2 separate regions of the Mus musculus genome follow, and region 1 is linked to region 2. Evidence: chromatin contacts called from public ChIA-PET data. All regions are on one chromosome and are shown on one strand. The core of a region is the stretch at or near the end of the contact, and the rest is flanking DNA. Distances in the headings are between cores, read along the strand shown. Region 1 has its middle 3.7 kb from the start of Gm42407. Region 2 holds the start of Phf6 (PHD finger protein 6).

Region 1 (4,217 bases), core at 894-3,393, 150 kb before region 2:
TTGGAGGAAAGCTTAGGGCACAGGCATGCGACAGACAGGGAACTAAAATTGTCAGGAACAGAGCCACATGGTGCTTTGCCTTCTTGTGAGAGAGTATCAGAAAAGAATGTTTGAGGACAGGGACAGTGAGTTTCTTTGAATTTTACAGCAGTGCTGTTCACTAGAAAGATAATGTATAGCATACATTTTGTTTTATTTTTTGAAACAGGGACTTACTGTGTAGCCCTGGCTGGCCCAGAACTCACTACATAGACCAGGTTGACTTTGAACTCACACAGATCTGCCTGCCTCTGGCTCTGGAGTGCTGGAATTAATTAAAAGTATGCACCATCAAGCCTACAGACATGTATTTCAGTGTTTCCAATGGTCTCTATAAAAGGTAAAAATATGGGTCTGGAGAGATGAATCAGCAGTTAAGTGCGCTCATTCCCGGCACCCACATGGCAGCTCCCAACTGTCTGTCACTCCAGTTCCAGAGGATGCAACTCGTCTGACTTCCTCAAGCACCAAGCACACAAGAAGTGTGTGTATCCACATTCGATAGATAGATAGATATACAGATAAATAGACAACAGAGAGACAGATAGATAGACATTGAAAGATAAAAATAATAGGCTGGGAATGTAACTCTGTGGGAGAACACATGTCTGGCATGAATGCCCTGGATTAGATCCCAAAGACTATATAATAGATAGATGATAGGTAGATAGATAGATAGATAGATAGGTAGATAGATAGATAGATAGATAGATGATAGATAGGTAGATAGATGATAGATAGATAGATAGATAGATAGATAAAACAAGTGAATTAGTTCAACAGAGTATTTTCTTTAACATGACATGTTTGAGGTATATATAGATACAGTACCATTTGGGGTATAATGATCCTTCCGAATCTGCCATTTATTGAATATTTAAAACACACCTCACTGCAGACTAAACACATTGCAAGCACTGGGAGCAGAGGTGGCTAGTGAGCACCACTCTAGATGGTCCTTCCTTCACCAGCTCCAGCTCCTTTATTTATCCCTCTCCCTCTCTTTATTATCCGACATCTACTCTATGGCTCTTAGCTGTTAACAAGGCTTTCCCTGGGTTTCTAAATCATTAATCCACCTCGGCTAATAAAGGGTCCATTCTATGTTCATTTCATAACAATAGCTAATATGTATTGAATGCATACAAAGTGTCATACACACGCACACAACAACTCCATGAACTGAGAATTTTACTGTCTCCTCATTTTACAACTGAGGAAACTAAGGTCATTTAACCGAGCAAAAACTGTTGATCCACTTCCTCCTGGTATAATAAATTATCAGCAGCTGTGTAGTTTATATATATATATATAAAAGACAGAGAGGGGGAGTAAGAGGGGGGCAGTTTTTTTGTTGGTTTTTTTTTTGTTTTTTGTTTTTTGTTTTTTGAGACAGGGTTTCTCTGTATAGCCCTGGCTGTCCTGGAACTCACTTTGTAGACCAGGCTGGCCTCGAACTCAGAAATCCGCCTGCCTCTGCCTCCAGAGTGCTGGGATTAAAGGCGTGTGCCACCACAACCAGCATGAGGGGGGCAGTTTTAGTCTCTTTTTCTGGAAGCCAAGGAGCATGGTATTCTTTATCTTTCTTCTCAGCTTCATAAAGCTTGAGTTTATGACAGAAAGTGGAAGGGCACATGTGAGAGAGGCCCAGGGGAGCTGTCGCACTTGCTTTACAAAAACCTGCTCAGGTAACTGCACCATTCTCATGAGAAGATAACTGAGTCTCAACAGAGCTAACCCACCCTCATGGAAATAGACCCGAATCCATTCACTAGGCCACTTAAAAGCCTCACAACCTCTCAAGGCCGTTACATCCGAGACCAGGTGTTCAACATATGAATTTCAGAGCTAAGCTATCTCAGAACCATAGCTCCAAAGCCACATTGGAAGATCACGTGGAAGAAACATAATTCTACCCCACAAACAAAACTGTCCCCTCTATCCATCTTGTGCTCTATTTCCATTTGGTTAGAAAGAACTGGCTAGCATTTTGTGACTTAATGACACAGGTTCAAACTTGGCCTTGTCTGCTCCAAGTCCTCCAGATCTGTGAGAAATTTAGCCACAACCGATTTCCTTTTCTGTGGTGGTTGCCTGTAGCAACTACTATATGCCACAAAAAATAGGCCTTGCTTATGTCTCTGTTTGGCTGTTTCTCCACATTTATGCACTAGTAAGATCAACCAAACTACAAACCCAGAGGGTTCTTTTTTTTTTCCCTTGAGACAAGGTTTCTCTGTGTAGCACTGGCTGTCCTAGAACTCACTCTGTAGACCAGGCAGGCTGGCCTCGAACTCAGAAATCCATCTGCCTCTGCCTCCCAAGTGCCACCACCACGAAGCTTGTTGGTGTTTGTTTGTTTGTTTTTTGTTTTCCCTGAGGGTTCTTTTGTTTGGTTTGGTTTTTGTTTTGTTTTTTTTTTGTTTTGTTTTGTTTTTTGGTTTTTTTTTAAAGATTTATTTATTTATTATATGTAAGTACACTGTAGCTGTCTTCAGACACTCCAGAAGAGGGTGTCAGATCTTGTTACGGATGGTTGTGAGCCACCATGTGGTTGCTGGGATTTGAACTTCGGACCTTCGGAAGAGCAGTCGGGTGCTCTTACCCACTGAGCCATTTCACCAGCCCCCTGTTTTTTGTTTTTTGTTTTTGTTTTTGAGATAGGGTTTAGCCCTGGCTGTCTTGGAACTCACTCTGTAGACCAGGCAGGCTGGCCTCGAACTCAGAAATCCATCTGCCTCTGCCTCCCAAGTGCCACCACCACGAAGCTTGTTGGTGTTTGTTTGTTTGTTTTTTGTTTTCCCTGAGGGTTCTTTTGTTTGGTTTGGTTTTTGTTTTGTTTTTTTTTTGTTTTGTTTTGTTTTTTGGTTTTTTTTTAAAGATTTATTTATTTATTATATGTAAGTACACTGTAGCTGTCTTCAGACACTCCAGAAGAGGGTGTCAGATCTTGTTACGGATGGTTGTGAGCCACCATGTGGTTGCTGGGATTTGAACTTCGGACCTTCGGAAGAGCAGTCGGGTGCTCTTACCCACTGAGCCATTTCACCAGCCCCCTGTTTTTTGTTTTTTGTTTTTGTTTTTGAGATAGGGTTTAGCCCTGGCTGTCTTGGAACTCACTCTGTAGACCAGGCTGGCCTCAAACTCAGAAATCCTCCTGCCTCTGCCTCCCAAGTGCTGGGATTAAAGGCTTGTGCCACCACGCCCCGGGGGGGGGGGGGTTCTTAAAGAGCTTGTTTAACTGAAACTTCAGCACAGCATGCTTAAGTAACTTATTCAGGTTACGCAGCTAAACTAAAACTCGGGTCCTCAGACATGAGCTAACTTGATATTTACTTAACTTTCTGGAGACAGGATCCCACTGTGTAGCCAAGGCTGGCCCAAAATTTGTGGTCCTTTTACTAAGTCAGCCTTTTGGGTGCTAAGATCATAGATTGGTACTGCTGTGTTTGGCTCTGAGCACTTCTTTCTTTTGCTTTTTGTTTGTTTTGGACAGGATCTCTGTCTGCAGCTCAGGTTTCCCTGTACTTACTATACAACCCAAACTGTTCTTGAGCCGAAGATGATTCTCCTGCCTCCGCCTTTGAAGTGCTGAGACTGCAGATGTAATCCCTGGCGCAGGCTGCTTTTGATTTCATAGTGAAATTTTTATTTCATACTTGAAATTTAGGAGAAGCATGTATGTGTTATCTTGTACCCTACTAATTGTATTGTGTAGGGTTTTTTTTCTTTTTCTTTTTTCCAGTGCTGGACCTACGGCCTCTGACATCAATAGGCAAACCTTCTACCTACAAACCTTACGAATATACACTTTATGAGATGTTTATCTTCTCGCTAAAATGTCTCTCTCATAATGTCAGCCTTGTATTCAAAAAAAGGCTTCTGGTTTTCACAAATTGGAACTTGGAAAACTCAGAATTCAAGAAAAATTCCCCCTGCTTTAGCTTGTAATGCCTGATTGTCACATTGTGACATCCCAAGTTCTTTGAAGGTTAATACAAAACTTCTCTGCTGCCCTCATTTTGAACCTTAAATGAATGTGTACTTTCAAAAGTTGGAATTGTTCGGTTACTAGTGTAAAGAGGCCATGTTTAGCCCCTTTTGTTTTACAAGTGGAGTCTATAGAATAATGCTAAAATATTCCACTGAACAAAGTGTGGTTACCAACTTGGCCTTGA
Region 2 (4,617 bases), core at 563-3,062:
ATTCCGTATTGGTTTACTTGATGGCCTCAGTATTTAGATCGTGAACTCAATGGGCTTGTGTCAGATTAATCTGTTTCCTTTTGGCTTGGAACTTCGTTTTGCAAACTTTTATTGGCTTAAATTGTGTTCAAGTAAGTGCATGAATAAAAGAGTGGATGAAAGAATGGTAAAAATGTGGGACTAGGGTGTCAAAAAGACCTATGCTGTTCAAGTGCATTTTCTCTTACATATTTATCTGTATGATTGTGGCATCAATAAACCTATAAAACTTGGGAGATGGTGGTGGAAGGCCTCTGATTTACATACAGTTTAAATGGAATACTCATTGTGGATCTTCCTATGCAAATCTCTAGTCACTACCTTAAAGAGTAACCGCAGGCAAAGGGCAGTGGAAGCAGGTGGATCTTTTAAGAGTGAAGGCAAGGTAGGGCAAAGCAACTGGTGCCCGATGCTTCTACAGCACAGGAGAGATGTGAAGTAAGGGGGGGGGAGCACAGGTCTAGGTGCTAAAATCAGGACAGATAGATAACTCAGCACCTGCACTACAGAAAGATACCTTAAAGCTAAATGATTGATTTGTAGGTCCTCATTGAGTTCCATGTGAATGAATCAATGTTACACCACTATGATTACTGGTTTCTTGTGCAATGAAATTTAAGGTTGACCTTGAAAAGAAAAAAAAACCCATAAAGATTGATGGAACAACATGTAAAAACATTGGATCCAGAGTGTAAATTCACTCCCATTGCAGGAAACATGGCTAAATCAGACAGCTTTTTAAAGCCTCGCTGGTTCGTTAGATTTTTTTTTCTTTTTAAAAAATGGTTTCCCCTCACAGAGGCCAGAAGAAAATAACAAAAGTTGACCCTCACATAAAGTATACTATGTCCCCAGACATTAATGTGATTTGTACATATTAACTCATTTCTCACAACATTTTGTGAGGGAGACCATTGCGTTCTCCATTTTAGAATTGATAAGTCTGAGGGACGAGAGGTAATACAACGTGATCAAGGTCACAGAGCTAGAAGTGAGGGAGCTGAGAGTCACAGTCAGGAGTATGCCTCCAATAAGCTAAGAGAGAAAGGGAGGGAGGGAGAGAGAGAAAGAGAGAGAGAGAGAGCGCGCACTGGTTTAGGTATGTAGCTCATTTGTGTGGAATATAAAGAAAATCACTCATCTTTTTTGATTATGGCAACTCCAGCATTTACAAAGAGTCAGCCAGCTATTACGGTAATACATGCTTCAGTTGCATCCTTAGTCTTCTTCACAATAAACTTGGAAGGTATTTCATCCTCATTTCCAAGACATTCCGTCCTCCTCCTCCAAAAAAAAAAAAAAAAAAAAAAAAAAAAAGGTTGAGTGATTAAAACGATTAGCCCAAAGACGGCCATGCAAATAAGAAAACTGCACTGGGAGCTCTTTGCCGGCAGTGAAATCAGGCGAAAGGAGGACCCCACAGGGATGCCAGGAGAGTACAATGAAATAATGGATGTAAAAAGGCCTCGACGAACAAGTGCAAGGGCTAAGGCCTGTGCATTTGCTTCGCGGGAAAACCGGTTCCCCAGGACCTGGTCCCAGGCTTTCTGGCCCCAACCCAACGCCTTCTCCTCCCAGTGCCTAGCTTTCTCTTCAAATCTCTTTCTCCGTCTCCTCCACTCCTGCCCCCCAAGCCTCAGCCGGGCGGCAGAGCGGAGAATAGAAGGTCCGCGCGCGAGCAGGAGGCGGGGCACCCCGAACCTTTCGAGGGGCCGGTCTGCGCGCGTGCGCCGTCCTTCGGCGGCTTCAACCGCCCCGGCTCGGTGGCCAATCAGAGTGCCCGGCGCGCTCGAGACGTCTCAACGTCCTGTGGGTCGTGTGCGTACGGAGGGAGGCAACGTAAGGGCGCTCGGCGAGCCCGTCTCTCCTCGAATGAAAGGAAACTACCCCTGGCGACAGAGCCCCGCTCTTCGGCAGTGCCGGAGAACCGACTCCCGCCTTCCCCGTCTTCCCTCGTGGGCGCTGTCCTCCCTTCGCCCAGCCGTGAGCCCCACTGGTGAGTTCCCCGCGGTAGCCAGGGGCCCCCCATTCTCTCTCTGGCGGGAGAAGACGAAGAGGATGGCGGTGGCCAGGCCGCCGCCCCTGCCCGTTGTTACGGGGGGGACTGGCGGTGGTCTCCTTCATTGTCAGGGACCCCCAGAGGCGCCGCGCATTGTCGGTGCTCCCTACAGAGGCTGGCGACCTAGTGCCGTGGGGGCGCTGAGGGACATGTTAGGCGGCAGCCTAGACTTCGGGGGAGGGGGCTTCACATCGGAGGAGAGAAATACTGGGATGGGGGCTTCAAAAAAAAAAAAACTCTGCTGACGCTTAGATGGTTTCAGTGGTAAGGAGGGTGACTACTTCCGAAGTGTAAGAGAAAAAAAAAATGGTTAGGATGGCATGAGGGTAAGCCTTACGGAATGAGGGGGAGAAAAAGAAAAACTCCCCAGTAAGGGGAATCGGGCGAAAGTGATGGATAAGGAGATGCTTCGGAGTCAGGTCCTTAGAGGACGAACTCCTGGGGAAGGGAGGAGTGTGAAGAAGGTGATATTTTCCTGAATTCCAGAGACTTGGCCAAGGACAATCGGAGGGGGGGGGGACCCCGACTTTCTGGCTGAAAGGAACCTACTGAAGTGTTGGGAAGGAAGAGACTTTTTCGAGTTTATCCAGCGCCTTGGTTAGAGGGAGATCTAGGAGGCTAGTGTGCGATTGGGGAATACATAACGGAGAGAATCCGCTCTGTTTCCTGCCTGGTCCTTTATTACATGGGCGAACAGCACGGCGTTCTTTTGCAGTTTCTATTCGTTTCGATATTCTGTGTGAAAGTGAAAAACAAATCTTTTGATGTTTGAAAAGCCTTTAATTTTCCTCTGGTTCCTACGTAATATCGGGTCTTATTCATACAGTTCAAATTTCTTCACTACCCTTTGGCTTGAAACAACTGGAAAATTCCTTTAGTTTCCTTTTGAATAACCGCAAAAAAAAAAAAAAAAAAAGCAGTGCGAAGCATGTAATAATATCGTGCAACCAAATTCAGGTGCCCTTCCGGTACATTTCCTATTCATTTATTTCTCTTCACTGCAACTTTGCTGAGAGAAAGACCGTGTTATCTTTGGAGGATCGCACTTATATCTGTGAATTTCAACTGGCTTGCATGCGGAAGGTTTTTCATCTTCCGGAACTGCAGTTTTGTTTTGTTTGTTTTTTTCGGTAGAAAACGTTCTTTTAAGATACTAGCCATTGACTAAGCTCTCGAGTTGGTTCTCGAATGCCCTCCTTGGTCATCCAGGTGGTTTCTACCTCGATGCTTCACAGCATCTTGGAAAATCGGAAATGCATTCATTGTTTCAGCGGGGTTTCTTTTTCAGACATTTAAACTGTATTTCCCATAAAATTACTGTTGTTTCTTTCACCTTTACACATTATCCATAATGTTACCTTTCTTTGAAACATCTCATTGTTGGGTTAAAGTATTGAACTTTGAGCTTTGCCTGTTCTTGAAAAACCTTTAAATTAAAACGAAAGCGCTCAATAGATGTTTTTGAGCCCCATAAGTAATGCTGATTGAATGTCCTTATTCTGCTTAACCCTAGACCACAAGTGTGACAGTAGTAGATAAAAATCTGTATTTTTTTTGATAGACAGTTTTGCTAGGCGTCATTGTTTCCATGATGGGCTCTGCTGCTGCATGGTTTATAAGGCAGATGTAAAAAATCAGCAAGCTCTGCACACATGCATTATTTGAATTTTAGTGGAAAAATCCAATTAGTCATTGCATAGCAAGGCAAATTTTTAATCGTTTGTTGCACATTTGTGTGTTTCTGTTCACTTTCAAATAAAATATAAATTACCAAGAAATGTGTGAATGCTTTACAATGCAAAGTAAGTATATGTGTGTATGTATGTGTGTGTGTGAAAATATATATATATATATATATATATATATATATATATATATATATATATATATATATATTCTCTTTTAGATTTTGGAATCTTTGGTATCTAGAAAAGCAGGTTCTGAAAATTAAGATGAAAAAATACACTGTTTGTTAGTTAAAAGAGGCAATAGTGAATAAAGATAGAATGGAGCGGGGTACCATTTCAGATTCAATTTGGGGAATAAAGGATGATTTTCCCTCTAAGAATTTTGCTTATCTTCAGCCATTTTTTAAAAGCTAGTGCTGGGATTGTTTAGAAACAACACATTAAAGATGCCTATGAAGATAAGATTTGTAATGTAGCATCTTTTCAGCTGCCCCGGCTGACCTGGAGAAATGCTGAATACATACATCATGGTGACTTAACAGTGCCTATAATTCATTGCATGGTAGTAAAGAAAACACATTTAGAACTCCAGTAGCAGATCTGGGTGCTATTTATGAATCTTGGTGTTTTTGCATAGCTCTAAAAACTGGAGCAGCTATATTTTTCATAAAGCAAGTGGACATATACTTGCCAGAGCAAATGCAAACACACTTCCTCTTTTGTTTCTTTTGTTTCTCTGCTTTCTTCTTTTTTTTTTTTTAATGCTAAAAGCTTTGCTGCCTATTTCCAATTAGTTTCAGGGTTTATAGCCAGTGTTCTGAAATCAGTATT

The links. ChIA-PET counts read pairs in DNA pulled down with a chosen protein or histone mark.
Region 1: an RNA polymerase II ChIA-PET map of memory CD8 T cells shows a contact between it and region 2, with 234 read pairs. The contact joins the enhancer-like site here to the promoter of Phf6 in region 2. A contact is called at or near these places in 2 of 39 promoter capture datasets (the C10 cell line and pre-B cells), 10 of 484 Hi-C or Micro-C datasets (CD4 T cells, cardiomyocytes, forebrain and 6 more), 4 of 115 datasets of contacts at active chromatin or transcription factors (CD8 T cells, effector CD8 T cells, embryonic stem cells and 1 more) and 1 of 9 other capture datasets (adipose tissue).

Annotation. Positions count from the first base shown.
Region 1 is chrX:52,755,233-52,759,449 of GRCm38.p6, forward strand. No RefSeq gene overlaps it. Among named protein-coding and RNA genes, the nearest start is that of Gm42407, 3.7 kb to the right of the region's middle. Within about 2 kb of position 2,144, at least 25 of the 459 cell types and tissues checked have an H3K27ac peak or open chromatin away from gene starts, as enhancers often do. A contact at or near this core is called in CD8 T cells, effector CD8 T cells, memory CD8 T cells and 2 more, where this site is marked.
Region 2 is chrX:52,910,402-52,915,018 of GRCm38.p6, forward strand. Phf6 (PHD finger protein 6) reads left to right here and starts at 1,813. Exons shown (of 11, transcript NM_027642.2): 1 at 1,813-2,035.